Linked DNA regions of Rattus norvegicus: region 1 is linked to region 2. The links are chromatin contacts, called in public Hi-C maps. All regions are on one chromosome and are shown on one strand. The core of a region is the stretch at or near the end of the contact, and the rest is flanking DNA. Distances in the headings are between cores, read along the strand shown.

Region 1 (5,261 bases), core at 1,288-3,787, 44 kb after region 2:
ATATATATTATCCTCCGTAAAGCTGCTTCGTTCAAAATAGCATTTAAGGTACAGAAAAAACAACAACAGTGACAAAAAACAAAGCCCAAACAAAACAAACCAGCGTTTGGACTACAGCTTATTAAGAAAAACATCTTTTCAATGTCGTATTTTCTGGAGAGATGTCATCCCTTTGATTGTAAAGTCTGAAATTATCATTGAATCCTATTTTAACTACTGAAAATACTCGGGGTAAATATTTAAGAATATCAAAATCTTGAAAATATAAAAAAAAAATGAAACGGCAGCTAGAGGAACTTTCAGGGGCGGACAGCACAGTGACCACCATTTCAGATGTTTTAGGAGGCACTGAGTCATCGGATTGCCGGGGGGTGGGGGGGTGACAAAAAGAGTTAAATTATCCATAGGAAAAGCGAAAGCCTGGAACACCTCCTCCGTCACCATGTTTCGGAAATGCCAGAAAACAGCATTCCTTCTTTCTCACGCACCATAACCCTTCTTTTTCAGGAACCCAAGATAATCACCTATAGATTTACTCCAGTTAACAAATAGGAAGTATATAACAAAGGGCAAAGCAAAAACAGACTTAAGGAGCTATAGAAAGAGCTAAACCAGTGCCCAGCAATGGCTTCTTCGAAGTTGGACCGTCACACCAAGTAATGCTGCTTTTCCCAGGCAAACATACGACAACAAGATCCTTGAACGTATAGCTAGCCCACTGTTCCATTACTGACATGATTCAACCTGTGCCACTTCTATTCCAGAAAGACTCAGCTTCTATGTTAGGCGTATGTGATGGGCTGTCTCAGTCTTGCTACTCTGTATCATTGCAGAGTCCCTGGTCTGTTCTGTCCACACATTCCATGGTTTTCCAGACCTGAAGAATCATCAATGGCAGTGGCAAGGAAAGCCTAGAAACATTAGGGATTTTTTTTTTAAATCCGTAATAAATCTTAGCTCCTGCCTTGACTACCGCAAACAATCCGGTTTACCATCAATCCGAATACAAGTACTTCATTCAATACTGCGTTCCACTTTTGAAGCAAATCAGGGTTAATATTGGGGTGGGGAGGGCAAAGAAGAAAAAAAATACCAAAGGCAAGCCTGATTCTTTCTTTTTCATTCTTTTCCCTATCCATCTGTCTGTCTGTCTGTCTATCTATCTATCTATCTATCTATCTATCTATCTTTCTATCTATCTTTTTTAAACAGAGACTCAGGTTTCAAAATGACTGGTTTGGAAGCTGGAATGACCCAGATTATGGTATTGCGGAGGGCCAGGGTAGTTGTGACGGTATTCATTCCTTTGCAGGGTGGCTGTGGCTTGAGGTGGGAAGAGGGAACTGGGGTGGGCATCTACGTGAGGAGAAAAAGAACTGGGAATGGTCTTTAGGTACCACCCACCTCTGCAAATGAAACCACTGCAGTGTCAGCCCTGCACTGATTCCATGAATTGCCAAACAGGATGAGGTAAGGCATAAGCCCGGAGCCCCCTCCTCCCCTTTTCCCTCCTCCTGCGCACAGAAGGGCGCATCCCTTGGCGAGGTGCACCACACAGCCCTTCGCCGGCCTGGGCTGAAGGGCTGACGTCACCTTTCTGCATTGAGCTCAAGGACTAGTAGCAGTACCAGTTATGTGGGGAACAGGGGCGCTACCGCAGCCACCAGGTGGTAGGGGTCCTCCTCTTGGGCATTGCAGATTGGGTTCACACAGAAAATCACAATAACCGGTTGGAAACAGTAAAGGGTGGGAAGAAACCTGAGAGGAACCGTGTAAGACCCAGTCGCGAGAAAGCTCAAAGATACCCCGGGCTTATGTAAGACCCTCTCCGTGCGCCTCCACGCGGTGGCGGCGCCTGTCCCGCATTATTGCGCTTGGGAGACTGATCGCCCTTGTCCAGTCAGGCAGAAGATTCCTAGCGACTCTCTCCCACAGCCCTGCAGGGTTGGGACTAAGTCGGGAATCTTAGATCTAACCCCCTCGGTACTGCGCCCGCTCCCAGCCCGCCACAGGTTAGCTCCTTTAGCTCCAACAGGCACCCAAACTGGCTGGTAAGGTAGGGAGAGAAGTCCAAAAGAGAAAACAGACAAATCCACAACTCAACTTTCCCCAGGGGTTGACCCTGTTCTGCGAGTTTAAGAAATCAATGCATTTACAAAAAAAAAAAATTTTTTTTTGGAAGAGTGAAAAATCTGCAACCACCGCCACCGCGCAGCCCACTTCAGCCTTCGTGGGCAAACTCGAGGGTTGGAGCAGCCCAGACCTGCACCCTTCCATCTCACAGCCCCGACCCAGCAGCCTGCCGCTGTCTCCTTGTCCACCGGCTAAGATCGGGTTTGGGGTTTGGGGTTTAGGGTTTGGGGTTTGGGTTTTCCTTCCACCTTTCTTTCTAAGAGCATCACCACACGGTCTGATAGACCGCGGCCCGGCCAGCAGCCAGGCGTGGGCACTCACCCAGAAGACGAAGGAGTAGATGATGAGGAGGGTTTTGAGACAGGTTATCACAGGTTTGGTCTCCATTCTCCTCGATGCCATACTACAGAGCTCCGGCGGCGGCAGTGGCGGCGGGCGGCGGGCGGGCGCGCGGGAGGGGGAGGAGGCGGGGCCGCGAAAGGCGGGGTGGGAGGGGGAGCGCGTGCTGCGCGAGCTTCCCGTGCGCGCGCAGGCTGGGCGGCGCGCTTGCCTTCGCGCGCGCCTTGCGGGGCTAGGGGAGAAGGAGCAGGATGACTGGAGACTGATTGCATGCTGGGAATGCTGCCCAAGTCTGCAATCTGGCGCAGGCACAGATCCCAAGCCTAGGTCAGAGGGAACCCGAGAGCCTAGAGGCTCCGTCGGAGGTCAGGGTAGCCCTTCTCAAACTACCCTAGCTTTAAGATTTTGGCTTTGTTGGAAACAGGGCCTGCACCTAGCTACATAAGGATTGTGTAGCCTGCTTTTGCGATTGGACACTCAGGATTCATGTCCTTGGCAGTAAGCACACCTTGTCGGTGCCAGGAACAGACTGTGACAAGCAGACACCTGGAAGAATCGTAAGGTACCCCGGAGCTCAGAGACCCCTAAATCCTTGCTACTTTACAATTCTCCACAGGCTCCCTTTGAACTTCAGACATAGTTTTAGATTTCCTAACCTTTGGAAATGACAAAAACGAGATGCAGCAACATTCTTCCTACATATTAGATGCTTGACAGATAACGACAATAACAAAAATTCTTTAAACTACCAGAGAATCATTTGCCTCATTTAGAGAACACCGACAATCTTACTCCTCTGGGGTCTCTCAGCAGCAAGGAAGCAAAATGGAAAACAACCTGATATTTGCTCCAAAAGGGAATGTAAAGTTACCATAAGAATTCTACTCTTAGATATCTATGGGAGAGAAATGAAGACACGGGTCCAAATGAAAACTTGTGCATGAATGTATAGAACAACAATTCATACTAGTAACGAGTGGATTCAACTGACAAACCGATGGTACACTCGTCATCCAATGGGAGACCTTATCTGTAAAAAGGAACGAAGTGCTGATACATGCTTCCAAGTGACAAACTTTCCAAGTATGCATAGTGAAAGAAGCCAGATACAGAAAAGTCACGTACCGAATTATCCATATCTAAAATAAACAAACCCATAGAGAGGGAAAAATGGGTGAGCTGTGGGGGTGGGGTGGGAATAAGAGGACAGTTGATGGTTTGGGTGATTGCTTTGATTTTGAGAGTGAGGAAAGTGTTGTAAAATTACATAGTAGTGATGGTTGCATGACTTTGTGAGAATAATAAAAACCAATGGCTAGCACAGTTTTCAAGAACGACCTTTAGACGTGTGAACTATAACAGAATAGAAAATAATGTACACTATACCTAGATGTCCTGTGGCTAGTTCAAAGTCATACACAAAGTATAGATTCTACAGAGATTTCATCTGATTCCCCGAAGAAAGTCCAGTAGGAAGCAAGGCCATTCCAGGCTAACTCCACGTGGACACTGTTAGGAATGCATTCTGTGAAAGAGTAAAATAATAGAGTCAATAAAAGCTTGGCAAAGCCTGCCAAGATCAGCCTTGACTAGTATAATTATTACCTGCAATGAACTGCATGGTGGCAGGCCAGGAAGGTCATTGTACAAACAAGAAACAAATATGGGAAAGAAGAATTGCCTGCTGAAGAAAATGGCCAATCACAGGAAACAGTGTACATGAAAGAAAAGGACTTTACAGTGATCATTAATGACTGGCACCTAAAAGAAACAGTGACTGCCTGGTGCAAGCATAGCTAGTCTGAATTATTCTATATGGACTGAAGGCTCAGAGTCTTTAAAGGTCGCCTGGTGGTTCTGATACTAACCAGCATTTACCGTTGAACCTTGATTGTGGCAGACGACTCTCTGGAGGAACAGAGAAACGCCTCTAAAGATGTCAGGCTCAATGGCTGAAAAATACTGGTGCCATGTATAAATGACTCTGTGAGGTCAAAACTCCTAACATTGTCTCAAGGAGAATGTGATGATGAGTTTTCATAGAGTATATATGGTTAACAAAAACATCATTTTGAACTAACTCATCATTTCTGTTTGCAGCTTTATTTTGGACTAATTTCTTGAAAGCTTAGATTATTCTACCCCAAATAACCTATCTACATGTAGCAATAAATATATGCATACCTTATGTAACGTAACTAATAAGTAAATTAAAATATTTCATAACCAGCTTTGCCAAGGAATTGTGATCTGTGAGTTGGGGTTAAAAAACCATCATTGTATCTTTACAAAGACTGAGAAATTTCTTTGCATCCACAAGTTGCATTGCTAAATCCAGAAAGGTCTTGCCCAAAGGAGGACAGGTAGGTCTTGATGAACCAGATAAGAACTACTGCAAAAGAACAAAAGGCAAACACCCTCCGAGCCCTTAACTCCTCTCAGATTCTTTTCTGCCTTTTTTCTTCTTTATCAACAGCTTTGTTTTCTCAAAGGCCAGAAGGCCAGAATGTTTACAGACTAGGAGCCCATTAAGACTGTACCAAGCTAAAATGAGTGTGGTCTGAGACAGCAACACAAATAAAAACCAAAGATAAGAAGGAACTGTCCCTGAAGACAAATCCAATTAAGCCCTTTGGCTTCATTTGTTCTTAGTTAATGTAAATAACACTGATTTCAAAGGTTGAATACATTTTTTTAAAATGTAAAAGCTCCCAGTGGCTTGTTGGAGATAACACATCTGACATGTGAGTTATAACAGTTGGCTAGGTTAATTCACAGATACTTAAAGC
Region 2 (4,938 bases), core at 1,690-4,189:
TGAGCCATTTGAGTGGGAAGACCAGTTCTCCCGCTTAACAGGCAGTATAAACTATGCTTCCTGTGCTTTAGCTTTCTCCTTTATTAAGTGGGGATATTAACATAGTGCCTACCACAGAGACAGCTTACACACACACACACACACACACACACACACACACACACACACACACACCACACGCTCACATAAATATACAAAACTCTATATAAGTATATATGTACATATATTTCTTACCACACAGGTTTATGGGTACACAGTTCAGGTGATCAGTGCCATAACTATGGTTAAAGACCCCAATTACACTCTAGTTGTTCCATTATATCCATCAGGGGTAATTTTTTCTAAAGTTCACATTAACCATTTGACCTGCCAATTATCCTCATTTAAGGATGCAGAATAAGCCTAGAGAGGTCAAAGAACCTTTCTTAGAATATAAAATGGAGGCAGATTTAAAAGGTAAGTCCAACTCCAAAGTCAAATGTGAACTCTCTCATCAGATTTGACTTAATCACGCCCTCAATTATCCCAGGTTTGTAGGCACTGGTCTTCTCATGTTCTCTGGGACTCAACATTTGCTTTTCAGAGAGCATATTTTCCTAGTCTGACAAATGTATCTTTTTTCTTTTGGGTAAGAATTGTGAGAGATGATGCACACAATAGCAACAACAAACTAAAATCCAAGGTGAAACATTTTGCGACGACCAAATGAAATGCTCATGACATATGTTCTCCACCATTTTTCCTCCAAGGTAAAAGTCTAGTTAAACAGACTAAGGCAGTTTAACACGTGTCCTTACAATGTTTTTGTTTTGTTTTGTTTTGTTAGAACTTGACTCAAAATTGTGTCTTAGAACAGCTTAAACTGGCCCAGCACTTGTTTAAACCTTTTAACTGAAAAGGGTGTTCTTCCTCTTAGCACCAAGAAAAACTGGCCTTTAGACATGGTTTTGAAATGAAGGTCTGGAAATGAGCCAGGCAGCAGCAGGGTGATAGTTCTTTCTATCTTCAGCTATTTGTCAGAATTTTGTACTATATGTTTCTAAGCAAAAGGCTACTTATAGGTATGGGAAACAGTACAGACAGAGTCTTAGAGTTACTAAGCAGCCATGCACAGAAGGTTCACTACAGTTGAAAGCTAAGAATTAAACCCAGCATACTCAGGAAATGTATTTGTCAATAGTTCTAATACTCCAACACACAAACGTATCCGGCCCCTATTTAAAGCTTGTCAGTGCTAAAATATTTTTGATACATAATTTAGTTGGTTTGACAAAGGTCTGCATGAAATACTAATAGCAAGTAATTAAATCTGCAAAGACTCTGAAGATCACAGTAATAGCTATATTCATTTTATGGATCAACGGCTTCCTACTGCTGCAGAAAGAAAGCAAAAGCATGAATAGGAAATTGAGATGCTGATGCTCATGACAGTGAATGAATAGTGAGTCGCCTAGCCTGCTACTCAGACAGAAAGCAAGTCGTTCATGACGTGCAGTCTCACTCACAGGCATATATTCCACTGGGTAGACCAGAACATCATGTGTGTTTTGTTCTCCGCACAGAAGGCACAACAGTGACCATGAATGACCTCCAGCCACACACCAAGCCAGCAGGGAGAGAGTTCCTGCAGCTGGGGAAAGCACACATTTCTCGTGCTTTCTGGGAACCCTGTTTGCTTCCAGAAAGAGGAAGCAAGGTTTGTCAACTCAAAGCATATTGGAATAGTTTTCTCCTTCGAAACCTAGTTAACTCATGCTGATCCTGATAGGATTCATAGGCATGATTAGAAATCAGCCCCAGCAAAGAAAGAGTTTTACTTGTCCAAAACTTTCAAAGGGTTTTGAACCACATCTTCAATTATATTCATTTTTTCTTCTTTATTTCCTTTTTTTTTGATACAAGGCTTCTCTGTGTACCCCTGATTGTTCTGGAACTCACTTTATAAACCAGGCTGGCCTTGAACTCAAGAGATCTGCCTGCCTCTCCCTGCCATAATTCCTGGCTCTATATTCGTTTAAAAACCCTTCATCATTATTTTATCCTGTATAGAAGTATTTTGCCTGCATGTGTGCCTGTGTACCAAGCAGGTACCTGTAGCATGCAGAAGCCAGAATAGAGGATCCGATCCTCTAGTACTGAAGTAACAGATGATTGCGAGATGCAATGTGGGTGTTGGGAATCGAACCTGGGTTCTCTGGAAGAACAGCCAAGTGCTCTTAAGTGCTAAACCATCTCCTCCAGCCCACTGGGAATACATTTAGTCCACTTTGGGGGACAGCCCTTCACGCAAAATTCCATTTTGAGTTTTGTCTTTTTAAAAGTAAGGATGCCATGCGATCCAACAGGTCTCTCTACAAACACAAAGGGTGGAAGAGTACCTGGCTCAAAGGCATTCCATAAAGGCCCAGAAGCCTTTGATTTTGCATCATCGAAGCTGGCAGATTCACATAATACAAAAAGGAAAACCACAGCTACCAAGATGGACAGAACACACTCTTAGAATTTCATTCCCTTGAAACCACACCAAGATCACCCAAAGAAGTCATTCGTCTTTTTTTTTCTTTACAACATAAACTCAGGAGGTGAAAGCAGGTGGTAACTGCAAGAGTGCTTTAGAAGCTGAAGGGTAAAGAGTAAGCCTGCTCAGCAGGCCCTGTGGGAAACAAACAACCTCAAGCCAGCGGGGAGGGAAACTGACAATGGGCCTCTGAAAGTGGGAAGAAGAGGATGGCGGAAAGCACGTGGGCTGGAAAGAGAGTCATTATGCACACTTCCCCATTTTATTCTAAGAAGGGACGACCCAGTGCCACCCAAGGCAAGCATCCAGGCCTGGGAGGCAGAAGCAGGCCATGAGCATGCTAATCAAACAATGGGCATGAAGTGATCAGATGCATGTAGAAACAGACAGTATTCTAGTCCTCTTGCCCCCAAGAGGTTACCAGACTGGGCATCAGACCTAAGTGCCCTCAGCTTCTCAAAGGCACGTGACCCAAGGTAAAAGAATTACCTAAAGATACTAACCTTGGAGTTTCTCAGCCAGTGCCCAACTTAAAATCAAAATACCAAAGCCCCACCCACCTATTTAGAGCTTTGGCAGCTATCTGGTTTCCAAGCAACCACGGATTATCTCTGAAAAGCTCCTACCAAAGAAGACAGATCAAAACAAGAGCACAAAAGAACAACTTGAACTGAATAGACACTGCGCAGCTAGAACACAAAGAAATAAACAAACATATACCCATTGCATTCTCGAAGAGATAATAGATGGTGTCTATGAAATAATTTAAACATTTGAAAAACCTAAATAGGTTTGGAATCAAAAACTCTTGAGAAATCAAAAACAACAGAAATACTAACAGCCCCTCCCACATGAGAAGGACACAGTAAAGACCAAGATATTAAAAATGTGAGAAAAGCTGAGGATGGTGCTACACTCCATGCTTGTGATCCTAGCATATAGAAAAATCAAGAGGGTCGGTAGTTTAAGGGAAGTCTGGATGACATAGGACACTTACGATGGAGACTTTCGGCTTCTGGATATTAGTTTCTGAATGAAAAGAGGAAAGTAGAAAGATAACGTTTATTCAAGGAAATTTTCTAATCCATCAGGAGTCAAGGCGCCAGAATGAAGGTATACGCAGTAATTCGTAGAAAGTTGCAGAGTAGAGACAAGCAGACCTGCGCCATAGCCCTTTAGGGTGGGATGTTCGAGACCTCACATGCTCGCACAAAGTAAAAGAAATGAGGCCATCAGGAATCTAAATGCCTTTCCATTCCCCTGTAACTAACAACAATAGAAACAGAAAATAACAGAGCAATATACACATTTTCATTAGAAAGGTTCTAATTTTTGATGCTAGGGATGACCTCGGAGCTCCCACAAAACAAGGACATGTTCCATCACTGAACCTCAGGCCCCAGATTTCTACTTTAGAATTCTCACAATCTCTTGGGAATTAATAGAAGAGTAGATATTTTGAAGTAAGCAAAGAGTCAAAAATATAGTTCCCGTGTATACATTCCCAGGAAGTCACTAGAATGCATTGCAGTAAAATTTTAAAAGGAAAACCACACAGTAAACTAAGCTCTAGTACAGGATAGAAGTTAAGGAAATATACAGAATTATCCCAAATGGACGCCAGTACCAAAAGTAGGGAAGCTGATGCAAATTGTAGCACTGTCCATCAAGACAATCCGAGGCATCTGCCTTAGAAGTGTAAAACAAGGACCAAGTCAACTGTTTGGGTTTTGGGAGCTATGGGCTGAAGTGCTTCCTGCCCTTTTGTGCTGTGCGCAACAGCAACGTCAAGGCTCCTCATTTAATCTATTTTACCCTCTTCCTGAGAGCTGGAGAGGGGTGTCTGTGAGCTCCAGAGCAGAAAATGAGATGATGTCTGCCTGGGGCCATACTTTTGCTGACACCCAATACACAGTGCACGCCTACGTGATGATCAGGTATCTGACTGAGAAGAACTCCATCTTCTGCGGACTCACTCAGTTGCACATAAGCCACAACCTTTGGGGCTTTTATCAGATATAATGCTACTCGTTCCTTAAAAGTTAATGCATAGGTATGTGCTTTGTTATTTTTATACTGCACCTTTGTTGACTTTTTTTTATAGCCCCAGAACATTTCTTTTTTTCTTTTTTCATCTTTATTAACTTGAGTATTTCTTATTTACATTTCGATTGTTATTCCCCTTCCTGGTTTCCGGGCCAACATCCCCCTAAGCCCTCCCCCTCCCCTTCTATATGGGTGTTCCCCTCCCCATCCTCCCCCCATTACTGCCCTCCCCCCAACAATCCCGTTCACTGGGGGTTCAGTCTTGGCAGGACCAAGGGCTTCCCCTTCCACTGGTGCTCTTACTAGGATATTCATTGCTACCTATGAGGTCAGAGTCCAGGGTCAGTCCATGTATAGTCTTTAGGTAGGGGCTT

The links. A called contact is a pair of places that touch in the nucleus more often than the background predicts.
Region 1: a contact with region 2 is called in a Hi-C map of kidney, with 1.8 times the contacts expected there. The contact joins the promoter of Tspan7 here to the enhancer-like site in region 2. A contact is called at or near these places in 3 of 12 Hi-C or Micro-C datasets (kidney and liver) and 1 of 1 datasets of contacts at active chromatin or transcription factors (oligodendrocytes).

What each region holds. Positions count from the first base shown.
Region 1 is chrX:14,976,090-14,981,350 of GRCr8, forward strand. Tspan7 (tetraspanin 7) reads right to left here and starts at 2,538. Exons shown (of 8, transcript NM_001398737.1): 1 at 2,455-2,538. The coding sequence starts at 2,535.
Region 2 is chrX:14,931,947-14,936,884 of GRCr8, forward strand. All of the region lies in intron 1 of Tspan7 (tetraspanin 7), which reads right to left. It also overlaps the pseudogene LOC103690795. Among named protein-coding and RNA genes, the nearest start is that of Tspan7, 44 kb to the right of the region's middle. Within about 2 kb of position 2,940, at least 13 of the 93 cell types and tissues checked have an H3K27ac peak or open chromatin away from gene starts, as enhancers often do.